Regions from separate parts of the Ovis aries genome. Here region 1 is linked to region 2. The links are chromatin contacts, called in public Hi-C maps. All regions are on one chromosome and are shown on one strand. The core of a region is the stretch at or near the end of the contact, and the rest is flanking DNA. Distances in the headings are between cores, read along the strand shown. Region 1 holds the start of SIX2 (SIX homeobox 2). Region 2 overlaps LOC132659590 (a long non-coding RNA gene).

What was found. Hi-C and Micro-C count contacts between places; a contact is called where the count stands out from the background.
Region 1: a contact with region 2 is called in a Hi-C map of tail adipose tissue, with 3 times the contacts expected there. The contact joins the promoter of SIX2 here to the enhancer-like site in region 2. A contact is called at or near these places in 2 of 16 Hi-C or Micro-C datasets (liver and tail adipose tissue).

The regions. Positions count from the first base shown.
Region 1 is chr3:79,320,276-79,325,511 of ARS-UI_Ramb_v3.0, reverse strand. It overlaps SIX2 (SIX homeobox 2), which reads right to left and starts at 2,860. Exons shown (of 2, transcript XM_012172368.5): 1 at 1,972-2,860. The coding sequence starts at 2,537. LOC132659591 (a long non-coding RNA gene) reads left to right here and starts at 3,073. Exons shown (of 3, transcript XR_009600166.1): 1 at 3,073-3,147.
Region 2 is chr3:79,178,001-79,183,573 of ARS-UI_Ramb_v3.0, reverse strand. The region is part of intron 3 of LOC132659590 (a long non-coding RNA gene); the gene reads right to left. It overlaps LOC121819057 (a long non-coding RNA gene), which reads left to right. Exons shown (of 2, transcript XR_006059208.2): 1 at 1-3,981; 2 at 4,176-4,682. Among named protein-coding and RNA genes, the nearest start is that of SIX2, 140 kb to the left of the region's middle. Within about 2 kb of position 3,208, at least 2 of the 54 cell types and tissues checked have an H3K27ac peak or open chromatin away from gene starts, as enhancers often do. A contact at or near this core is called in tail adipose tissue, where this site is marked.

The DNA of each region.
Region 1 (5,236 bases), core at 1,611-4,110, 140 kb before region 2:
CCAGGTCTGGGCTGCGGTTCTCTTAGTCTCTCCAGACCCGATTTCTTTCTCTATACTTTCTCCCTGTATCATTTCTGTCTCCCCACCTCTCCAGCTCTTAATCTCAGGAATACCTTTCTGCTCTCCGTGTGTCTGCCCTCCCTGCTTGCCCCCACTGAGTGGTTAACCTTTCTTTTCCAGAGCAGAGGGACAGGGAAGGAGAGAAGGTGCCTGGATTTTCAGATCACTCCTGGCTGAACGCAAAGCCAGGATCTGTCCTGGAGAACTGGTACCAGGAGAGTCAGGAACCCTAGATTTTAAGCTGAGGGTCCACTTGAGGCCTCGAGCTTGAGAAATCTCACAGGTCCTCATCTCCCTTTGCTTTCCTCTGCTTGAGGGAAGTCTGTCGGAGGGACAGGTTTCCAGAGCGAAGGGTCTATTCCCTCTAGTTCCAAATTGTCGGGGCTGCGTTAGAGTTTTCCCTGTGGGGCCTACGGAAGGAGGCCCGAAGGGTGCAAAGGTGCCCTTTCCCAGGTGGCACAGTGGAAGCTTCAGCTGGGGCCTGAGGCTGGGGGTGTGGAGGGTGGCTTCTGAGAGAAGGGAGAGGGAAGATGGTTGTTAATCCTGGCCTAGATTCTCCCACCATACCAGAACCTGAGACTCTTCCGCCTTCACCTGGGGGCTGGTCTGTGCACTTAGTTCTTCAGGATTCTGGATACACGCCAGTCTGAATGGGGGGGGACCTCCACAGGGAGAACCCCTCTCCGGCAGGGTCTTTCACCAACAGCCCCTCACCCAGATTTGGAAATCTGAATTCTTAGGTAGATTCTCTCTGTACTGGCTTTCCAGGGCCTTTTCTTTCTGTTTTCCTGGAAGAGGACTTTCCACAGGGCTGGCAGCTGAATCTTTACAACTGTGGATACCCCAACTTCATGGTCTTAGATACCAGGGTCAGCTGGAAGCCTCCTCCCCGCCTCAGATTATACTGTTCAGCACCCCCAGTCTGACCCCCGCCCTTCGCTCTGGGCTGCACACACCCAGTACTACAGACCCCAGGTGTCGTGTTTTGCTGTTACACTCAGGTTGGAGTCTGTTCCCACAGTTTCTCTCCCATCTTCTCCTCCAGAACTGGGGTTCTGAGAGGCCAAAGCCACAGGGGCCTCACTGTCAACTGCAAGGCTAGTTTAGGAAGTCTGGGTTTCCCTGAGGACGAGTGACTCCCAGCCCTTCTGTTGCTCTCAGCTCACCCTAGACCTACCGACTTACCCGCCAGAGAGGGTAGAGCCTAAGGAGAGAGGAGCTGAAGGCTTGGCAATCCAGGGAAAGGCTGCTCGGTCCAACAAGGCAGAAAAGGGGACATGTGTTTTTCTTCTCTCCAGGAGCTGACACTTCCTCCCCAAGCCTTTTGCCTCTTGGTCCTTTCAATGCGGGACAAAAGGCTTTCCCTATCAACCCCGTTATCCAGACAAGGAACATTCTTCTAGGCCCCTCTACATCCAGGCTGTATCAGGAAAGTTCCAATCCCAGTCCTGACCTCTAATCACACGGCCTGGTGCTGCTCAGTGAGGCAGACGGAAAGTTCCAGGAAGAGCTGGTGAATTCTCGCATGCAGTCTTAAAACCCGCAACCCCGATAGTCCTCGCCAAACCTCTCAGCTCTCCGACCTTCGAACTATCAGGCTCTGCCTGCGGTATTCGCCCCCCTTGCCTGGAATCCAGGCCTACTGTCTTGCCTTGACCCCGAGGCTCGCTGCTTCTCCACGTTTGCGCACAAGCGACCAAGGAGTTAGTTGACGATTGCCCGATTGCTTTGCCCGCTTTAGACAAATTTCTGATCTGTTCTCCCGAAAGAGCTGCCTGTGTTAGATCAGGCCGCAACAGGGCCCTGGCTGGGACCAGGGGCCCAGTTCAGACCTCTCCAGGGGCTGAGTCGAGGTCCCGGGACCCCCTCTCCCTCGAGCCCTGGGGAAGCTGGTGTGGAAGCTCTACTTACTCGTACCTTTCCTTGGCCTCGGCTGCCCGGTCGCGCTGCCTCCGGTTCTTGAACCAGTTGCTGACCTGCGTGGTGGTGAGCCCCGTGGCCTCTGCCAGCTCGCGCTTCTCGCGGGGTGAGGGGTAAGGGTTGTGAGCGTACCACTCGCGCAGCACGCTGCGACTCTTCTCCTTGAAGCAGTAGCTGGTCTCCTCGCCGTCCCAGATGGAGCGCGGCAGTGGAAACTTGCGGCGCACGCGGTACTTGCCCACCGCGCCCAGGGGCCGGCCGCGGAGCTTCTCCGCCTCGATGTAGTGTGCCTTGAGCCACAGTTGCTGCAGCTTGGCGTGGTTGTGCGGCGAGAACTGGTGGCTCTCCAGGATCTTGTAGAGCTCGCGGAAGTTGCCGCGGTGGAAGGCCACCACCGCCTTGGCCTTGAGCACGCTTTCATTCTTGTGGAGGTGCTCGCAAGCGGGCAGCGACCACAGGAAGCGGCCCAGCCGCTCGATGTTGCCGCCCTGCTGCAGCACCTCGCACACGCACGCCACTTGCTCCTGCGTGAAGCCGAAGGTGGGTAGCATGGACATGGTGCCGGCTGCTCCCGCGCCCGCCCGCGCGCCCTCAGCGCGCCGCGCGGTCCGGCATGGGCGCCTCCCCGCCGGACCTTCCTGAGCCAAGAGGCGGACTGGGGGCCCCTGGCCTGGCGCTGGCTCCCGGCGAACTCGGAGTCACTGTAGTACGTCCCCGCGCGGGCCGTGGATCCCGCGCCGCCCCACGCCCCCGCCGGCCGCGTGTCTAGCCAGCGCCCTCGTCCAAGCCCGGGGGCCGCCCGCGGCGCCGCTCCGCATGCTCCGCGCCCTCCCGCCCTCCCGCCCGCCTCTCTCTCGTTCGCTTCTCGCTCTCTCCCTCCCGTCTAGCTTGCTCGCTGCTTTTTTAATAATATTATTCTAAGCGGGCATGAGGCGCTGCGGCCCGAGCCCTGATTGGTCTGGTTATCTGACCCGGGGCCTGCCCGCGCCAGACAATAGTCGGAGTCAAATTATTCGCCATGGAGACGCTGTCAGTCACTGGTAACCCGAGCCCCGGCGGGCCAGGCGGCTCCCCCCGGCCGGCTCCGCTGACAGATCGCCGGGCTCCGCGCAGAGCGGAGGGCGGCCCGAGACAGGAGCCGGAGGCTCTCCAAAAGCCGGGGAGGAGGTGAGGGCCGGGCTGGGGCTGGCGGCGGCGGTGATTGACGGGGCGGACGCCCAAAGAGCAAGGAAGGTGCTGGATCGGGGTGGGGGGGGGGGGGGGGCGGAGAGGAGACGCGCGGAGAAGAAAAGGGGAGGATCATGGTGGGGAGGGAAGAGGGGAGAAGAGAAGGCGGAGGACTGTTTAAGGGGGTGCCGGGAAGAAGGAGAGGGAGAGGGGCGGAGGGAGCCAGGATGGGGAAGAAACTTAGGGCAGCTTTTTGCAAGGCCTCTCCGGATGCCTCCTGGGTCATCACGCCGTTTCTGGAGCAGCTGTTTGCCGGGTGGATTGTGCCCAGGAGCCGACCAGTGGGGTGGAAGAGTTTGGATGCTCTCGGGCACCCCTCAAATATTTGACTTTTCCTGCTGACAGTGCTCCACCCCCATCCTAGGAGCTCGGGACCCGACCGGTCTGCTAGGGAAAGGGGGAGGGAGTAAGAGAGAGAAGGGAAAATTTGGCAGTGGCCACAGGCAGACGCCTGACAATCTACTTCTTGGAGGATCCCGCCTTTCCTTCGTCTCGTAACCGGGCCGGCTGCCCCGCGGCCGGTACCGCCCGGCTGAGCGCTCTCTGCTTCTCCCTGGGCGGGGACACAGATTTAACCCCACGGGTCCCACCTCCCGAAATGCGCCCGGCACTTCCGTGCGGCCTCTACGGAAGTTAACTCCGGTGGGCAGAGCCGGTGGTCTGCCCACGGGAAGGCGAGGGCAGGGAATCTTGAATTCGTGGCGCTTCCCCTGTGGGTGGTCGGGGAGGACCGAGTGGAGGCAAGATCCAACCCCCCTTCTGGCCTCTCTACTCCGACTCGGCTCTGGCCAACTCCAACATGAGAACCCGGTCGCTGAGCTTAAATGAGCGGAATGAGGGGCTTAAAAAGGGAATCTTGCCTTTTTTACTTCTTTGTCAGGGCGCATATGTAAACACGTGCTGCTGGTTCTCTTCGAGAAGGGCAGAGCTGGGAGAGCTCTGGGAGAGCTGGATGGAAGAGGTGGGTGTTGTGGCTGTTTCTACGGTTTTGAAAAGCCCCGGGGTTAGATCCTTCACTGAGTAGTCCTTTCCACCTCCGCTTCGCCTGGAGGCTGGAGTCTCGCTGGCTCCCAGTGCCAGGACCCAAGCCAAAACAGCCTGGGCTTGGCATTCAGTTTAGAACTGTGCAGTCTGTCTAGGTCACGCTTCTCGGTTGGTTCCTACCCCTTTAAATTTACTCGGAAGTTGGTGCTAGGAACACTGGAATGGGGGGGGGGAGGGGGAGTCCAGAACCCCTGGTTCAGGTTTTGACTTTCCGTGGTGGTTTTGAGCAAGGCACCTATTTATTCGTCTAACCCTTAGCAACATTTCCCAAAGTTCCCTGCTCTAAGCGTTCTAGCAGTCCTCTGGGGGACTTGCAGGCATGAATGAGTGGAACCCAAGTCTCCCTAAGACTTTTGCCTCTGGGGGCTTGTCCAGGTGTATTGAGACCATAGCTCCCTGCAAAAGTTCAGGTGGCATGTTCAGAGCCTGCATCTGTCTGCTGGGAGGAGCCCTGCTGTGTCCAGGCCACTTTATCCAGAGTCTTGTGCGCTGCCACACTGAGTTCACCTCAGAGTCGGGCTTAGAGGACTCTGGAAAACATGGGGAAATACATATCCCCGGCTGCAGTGAGGTTCAGAGCCCACCTTACTGGTCCCGAGAAAGGGCAACCTATGCCTTGCAAGCCCCCTTTCTCAGCCACAGGGTTAACAACTGGTAGGCAGGTCCCAGCTATGGCCACCGCATGATCAGGCTATAGCTGTGGTGAGCACCCTGGTCTCTTGCAGGCGAGTGGGACTGGGCAGTAACTTCCTGGCATGAGACTCTGGGCCATTTTACAGCCTCATTTTCTCCACTATTAGATAAGGCCTGTGTGATTTTTAAGGTCCCTGTTACTGGAGTGAGTCTAAGAATACTAACCTTGAAAAGGTGGGTAAACTGCCCCCTCAGCCACAGCTTCTACTGGGAATATGCCCCTCTGTGGCCCCTTGGAGCTGCAAGATTGAACTTCTTTTGGAACTGGGTCCTGCCCATGTTCAGCTAAGGC
Region 2 (5,573 bases), core at 1,959-4,458:
ATTGCCATTTAGGATATAGGTTATGGCCCGCGGGCACACACAATGGTAAATCTCTGAAGGCTCCAACCACTGAATCAGGCAGAGAGGGTGGGCAAGTGCTGTGACCCCACTTCACTCCAGACCCTGCAAGTGTGGCAGTGTCTGAAATTTGTAGTTTACTCAATGCACAACTCTCAAGAAATGTTTGTTGGTGCAAGTCCATAGAGATTGACCTGCCTCACTTAAAATACTGTACACAAGCTTTTAAAAGGCACAGGCAACCTTGCCCGGGAGTCCACACCCTAAGGGTAAGAGGCCTGGGGCAAATTCGTTGGTGAAAAACAAGACCTGTTGCAACTTACTGTGACTCACAGGCACAGGGTCAGAGAGAAGCAGTTTTTATTCTATAAACCTGGGAGAGTTCAGTCTGATTTTGCATTTGCCTCTGGACTTGGTATAATTACGGGTGAAAATAAGGCCCCTCTGTATTTCTATTCCCCTTGCTTTCTGTGAAGCTCTACCCCAGAGGAAAGTTGTTTTAGTAATCTGGAAATGAGAAACCATGTGCTGAGTCAGCAAAGACCCTGCACCAAGCCAGTTCAGTAACACTGCTATGTTACACACTCTCTAGGCCTTATGGAGATAATGAAAAATATATTGGAATTTTCATGGCATAGAAATGCCCACAAAGTCTGTTGGCAGTTGAGAGCTAGATTAAATGCTGTGTCTTCTAATATAAGAAATCTGTTCTGATCATGTTTTTTTTAACAAGCATGAGACCCAACTCCATTGAATATAAGAGGACAAGACAAATGCAATTCTCCAAACAACCCAGTATATATATATATATATATATATATTTTTTTTTTTTTTTCAAACAGTTTTGTTGTAGAATGTTTAAACATTCCTTTCTGCTTATGTTCTTGTGACAGATGTTCAAGGTGGCTCCAGTGGATACAATCTGATTTTTCATTTTGAATCATGAAAAGCATTTCTCAAAAAAGCATCTTTAAATGATTCAAGTTTCCTTGCAAATCCTGTTGGAACCTTGGAAAAGGCAGGAACCTATCGGTCCTACTTTCACCTTTGAGTGCAAGGAATAAATGTTTTCACAGAGAGTTGCTCGGAAGGAAACTCACTTCTTAAGCTGCTAAGCAACTAGTTTGGAGAATGATTTCTTATCTTTTAACTGCAGAAGTCTTATCCAAATTTGCAAAACCGGAGCATTTCAACTTTGGAACAACATTGCAGATCATTGTATTTTTAGTGACAGTATTTCTGGGAATATTTCTTCATAAGTCTTTTAATCGTATAGTTGCAAAATATGTGGCTTTTTTCTTAAACTAGCATATTGCATAAAACAGCCAAAAGTTGGCTTTTTTCATTCATCTTTTCTATCTCAAAACCTAAATGAAATTAGTACAACTTTTATGCTTGTACTATTTAAAATCTTAAAGACATAGCTGAGTTTTTAAGGTTGTTTTGGCATAATGCAAAAACATCTGGATGTGAAATGAAAAATTTAGTCTGTCACCCAGGTTCCAGATGTTTGGTACTATGTAGACAAAACATCAGGATGAGTGACTGAAATTTTTCTCTCCAAGCCAGATGGTTTAGTGCCTGGTGCTTCTATAAGGAAGCATATTTTCCTTTCTCTAAACATCACATCCTACTGTATCTCACGTTAAGGCATGATTTACGCTCTTTCATCGACAAAATGCTGGGCCGTTTGGAGTGCAGCAAAGCGATCTGTAAATGAAACTCTAAAATGGCAACCCACTCCAGTACTCTTGCCTAGAAAATTCCATGGATGGAGAAGCCTGGTGGGCTACAGTCCCTGGGGTCACAAAGAGTCAGACACGACTGAGCGACTTCGCTACAGGAGTCCAAGTACAAGTGTTCCTGTGTACTTAGAAGGGAGTGGTGGTGGAGAAGCCAGAAACAGGGAGGTAGGAAAGAGAGAGCCTTGTTCAATAGGGAATGACTTGACTAAAAGGACATAGCCTTCTGAGACTCCATTTGTGGCATTCTATCATCTTACTGGGGCTAAAGGTAGCATTTAGCACTAGCCTAGACAGGCCTGCCTTTTGCCTGAGGTGCACTTGAAGTGTGAAATACCCTTGTGCCCTCTGAAGCCCTCTTTCCCCTTTATTCATTCTTGAAACATTATAAAACAAGTAAATGTAACATAACCTTAAAACATGGTTACTTGTGAGCATTACACAGGTAGGCAAATTCTGTGTTTGAAAAGTAAGAAAGCAATATGGTGAATATTTTAATTGGTCAAAAAATATATTGCCAATGAATAGATTTCTCTTCATGTGAAGTGTCTTCACGTATCTACTTGGAGATGAAGAGAAAGTAACATTTCTTCCTTCCTGAAAGTTACAGAGATTTAAAGTCATGAGCAGAGTCTGAGCTTTTCCAAGTGTCTTTGGCTTAGCCATGTTGAGAAAGAAGGACAGATATGAGAGGCCTTCCACTAGAATCAGGAGATGAAATCAACCCAGAATGAATTCCATTCTACTTATTAACCTCACACGCTTACTGGGTTATAGAAGAGTTTAGACAATGAATGGCACTGAATGTTAAAACATCATAAAATTTGACCACATAACAATTGCTGCAAGAAAAACATACCATTTTGAATAGACCTTATAACTCAGAATCTGACACTCAGATAATAAGACCCACAATTTCAATACTGGCCCCAAATCAATCTTTAAAAATAGTTTACAGGGATCTAGTAGAGTTTCAGGGGTACAAATATTGAGTCATCAAGAGCCTCAAAAGTCAAAAAGGAATCTTTAACACTATATAAAACAGAATCACAGTTATTTTTCTTGATCGCTATAATTGGGATATTTTCGTGACCTTTTTTGTGATGCATTTATTAGAATAATAAAATGAAAGAGCTGGAAGGAACTTAGAGCTCATCCAGGCCTCTTTTCTCCTTTTACGGATGAGTAAATTGGGGAGCAAAAACATTAAAGGACCTACCCAAGGTCACACATTGATTAGTGGTAAAGTCAGAACTGGAATTGCTGAGTTCCTGTGGTGACTCACAGAGTCCGAAGCTCATTCCACAGCAGCTTGCCTTCAGAACCCACCACTCAGAGTCACGGATTTCTGAGTAGTGTTCAAGAAACCGACACCCATCACTACAAGCTGGAGACAGCTCAAAACCATTCAGTCATGTTACACATCTAAGAACTATAAAAACAAAGCCAGCATGAAGGCAGAGTTCCCCATTTGTCTCCATGGTAAGAGGGCTATTGCAAAACAGAGCTAATAAAACTTGGGCACGTCAACAATTTGGCTAGTGGGCCTGATAACAACAAATGACAGCTAAGCTTTTTATAGAGAACTTGAAGCACCTTGGAAGAATGCCATGCACACAAACTGCTACAGTCTCTTGTATTTTGAAAATAACATATTCAAACATTTAAAATAAGTGACTTTGATGGGGAGGAGGAGGTGACTGTAGCCATGTCAACCCCATTCTTTACAAAAGAAGACAAAGTGTCCCACAAAGTGTCCAGTGGCTTGTATGATGAAATGGAAGATTAGGATGCATTGGGTAGGTGGAAGGGAAGGACAGGGGTGGGAGAATCAAAGAGAAATAGGCTAACATGATGTATACGTCCCCAGTCTTGAAGACCTAGGACCTCTCTAGCTCTTCATGGATGGCATGAGCCAAGGAATTGGTCTCATACCTGATATTATCAGGACTCATACCTGATGTTATCTTCTGTTTTATGTTTTATTCAACATCAAAATGAGAACTCAGAAGCATTACTTCTAATGAAAGCCAGACAACTCTTCATCATGAGCATTTTGGTCCAAGAAATGCAAGTAAGGACAGAGATTAGGAGAAATAGAAATGGGTGAAGTGAGTGAAATCAAGATTCAGTATTTGGAGCTGTGAGAGAAGAGTTATGTCTTCATTGGCCTGGAGAGAAAGGAGATCCTGTTAAGGTCTTCTCTTCAAGCTAATTCAAGGTCAGTGCCTTCTGAGATGCAGGATCTGGCCAGAATTTGAACTAGGGGATGAGGGAGGTAGTGATGCTGGGAAATGAGGTCTGACAACCTATATTCTTTCTTTGAAATGCTTAGGGGAGCAACTATACCAGCCAAAGTTAAATCAAATAAAACGAGCATGCCCGCTTACCTCTTTAATTTACTCTCCCAAACAGATCATCATTTGGGCTATTCCCCTGAAGTCAAGCATGAAATCTATTTAGCTGGAGAGCTACCCATTTCCTCTGACCTGCAGAAGAGATGCCCTGTTCTTTCAGAATCGCTGGAATGCCAGAATCTGAAGAAAACTGGAGCCACATGCCTGGGCCCCTTGAGATCCTCCCATCCCTACTCCATGCCAAAGGAACATGCTGACAGAAATGCAGCGGACTTGCAGTGCTTGACCCAGAAGCACAGCTGCCGATTCATCGGCAGAGGTCATTGTGTGACTTTAAGTTGCTATGGATTTAAGAGCGTCTCTTATCAACTGGGGTATTTAAATCTCTTTTGTCCCTGGGACCTTTTGGGCAGTTTTGTAAAAACCTATAGGCTCCTCAGAAAAGATGTTCTTAAATGCCCAAATGATATTGAAATCAAGTTATCAGAATATTTTAAAGAAACAAATTTATGAAGTAGTTATTATATTTTGCTTTCTTATTTAACCCAATAAATGAAAAATCTCATGATGGGTCTAATAAATTATATAATATTGAAATAGGGAATAAGTGTGAATAATAGTTCAAACTTATCAACAATTATAATGTGATATGAAGGATCTGTGATTTTTATTGCTGACCAAGTCACAGGGACAGCCAATGCTGTAGTTTATTGCCTATGTACATAATGAAAAATGCTAGTTTGTAGAAATGAAGATGTAATTTTTTTCACATCCAAGTTTATTAACTTCTGCTTTTATTTGATTGCATTTCCTATCACTCCCCTTCCAAGTGAAGGGCCCTGTGAAGGAGGAAGAGGAATGGTTCTGATAGTACAGTACTTTGGACATATACAGTAGTTATAGCCATTTGAATCTATTTTGATTGGATTATGCTGGGCCCAGCTTTGGAGTTTAAACACTGAGCCTGTGATATTAGACTTGGTCCTGAGGTGAAAAGTAACTTTATATTCTAATCCAGTAGGATGGAGATCTTTTTTTTTTTTTTAATTTTTATTTTTACTTTATTTTACTTTACAATACTGTATTGGTTTTTGCCATACATTGACATGAATCCACCACAGGGGAGATGTGTTCCCTTCCCAAACAGTCACAGAGGGGAGTGTCAGAGATCACCTGTCAAAGTGGGGTGGGGAGGGAAGGCATAACAAGAGCCAGGAAGGATTTGATAAGGAAGGCGAGTCACCTCTGCTTGGGGAATGAGCCTAGGGTGAGGCTCAGGCTAGAATGTGAAAGGCAGAGGGACTCAGGGAAGGATTGTTGGATGCTGATGGCAGGCAGGGAGTCTCCCAGGAGGATGACAGTTCCAGCCTCTAAGATTTGTGGCCACATAGGAGACAAGTCCAGGCACGAGTCAGAAATGCTATAGCCTCCACCTAGGGACTCTGTAGCAAGTCAG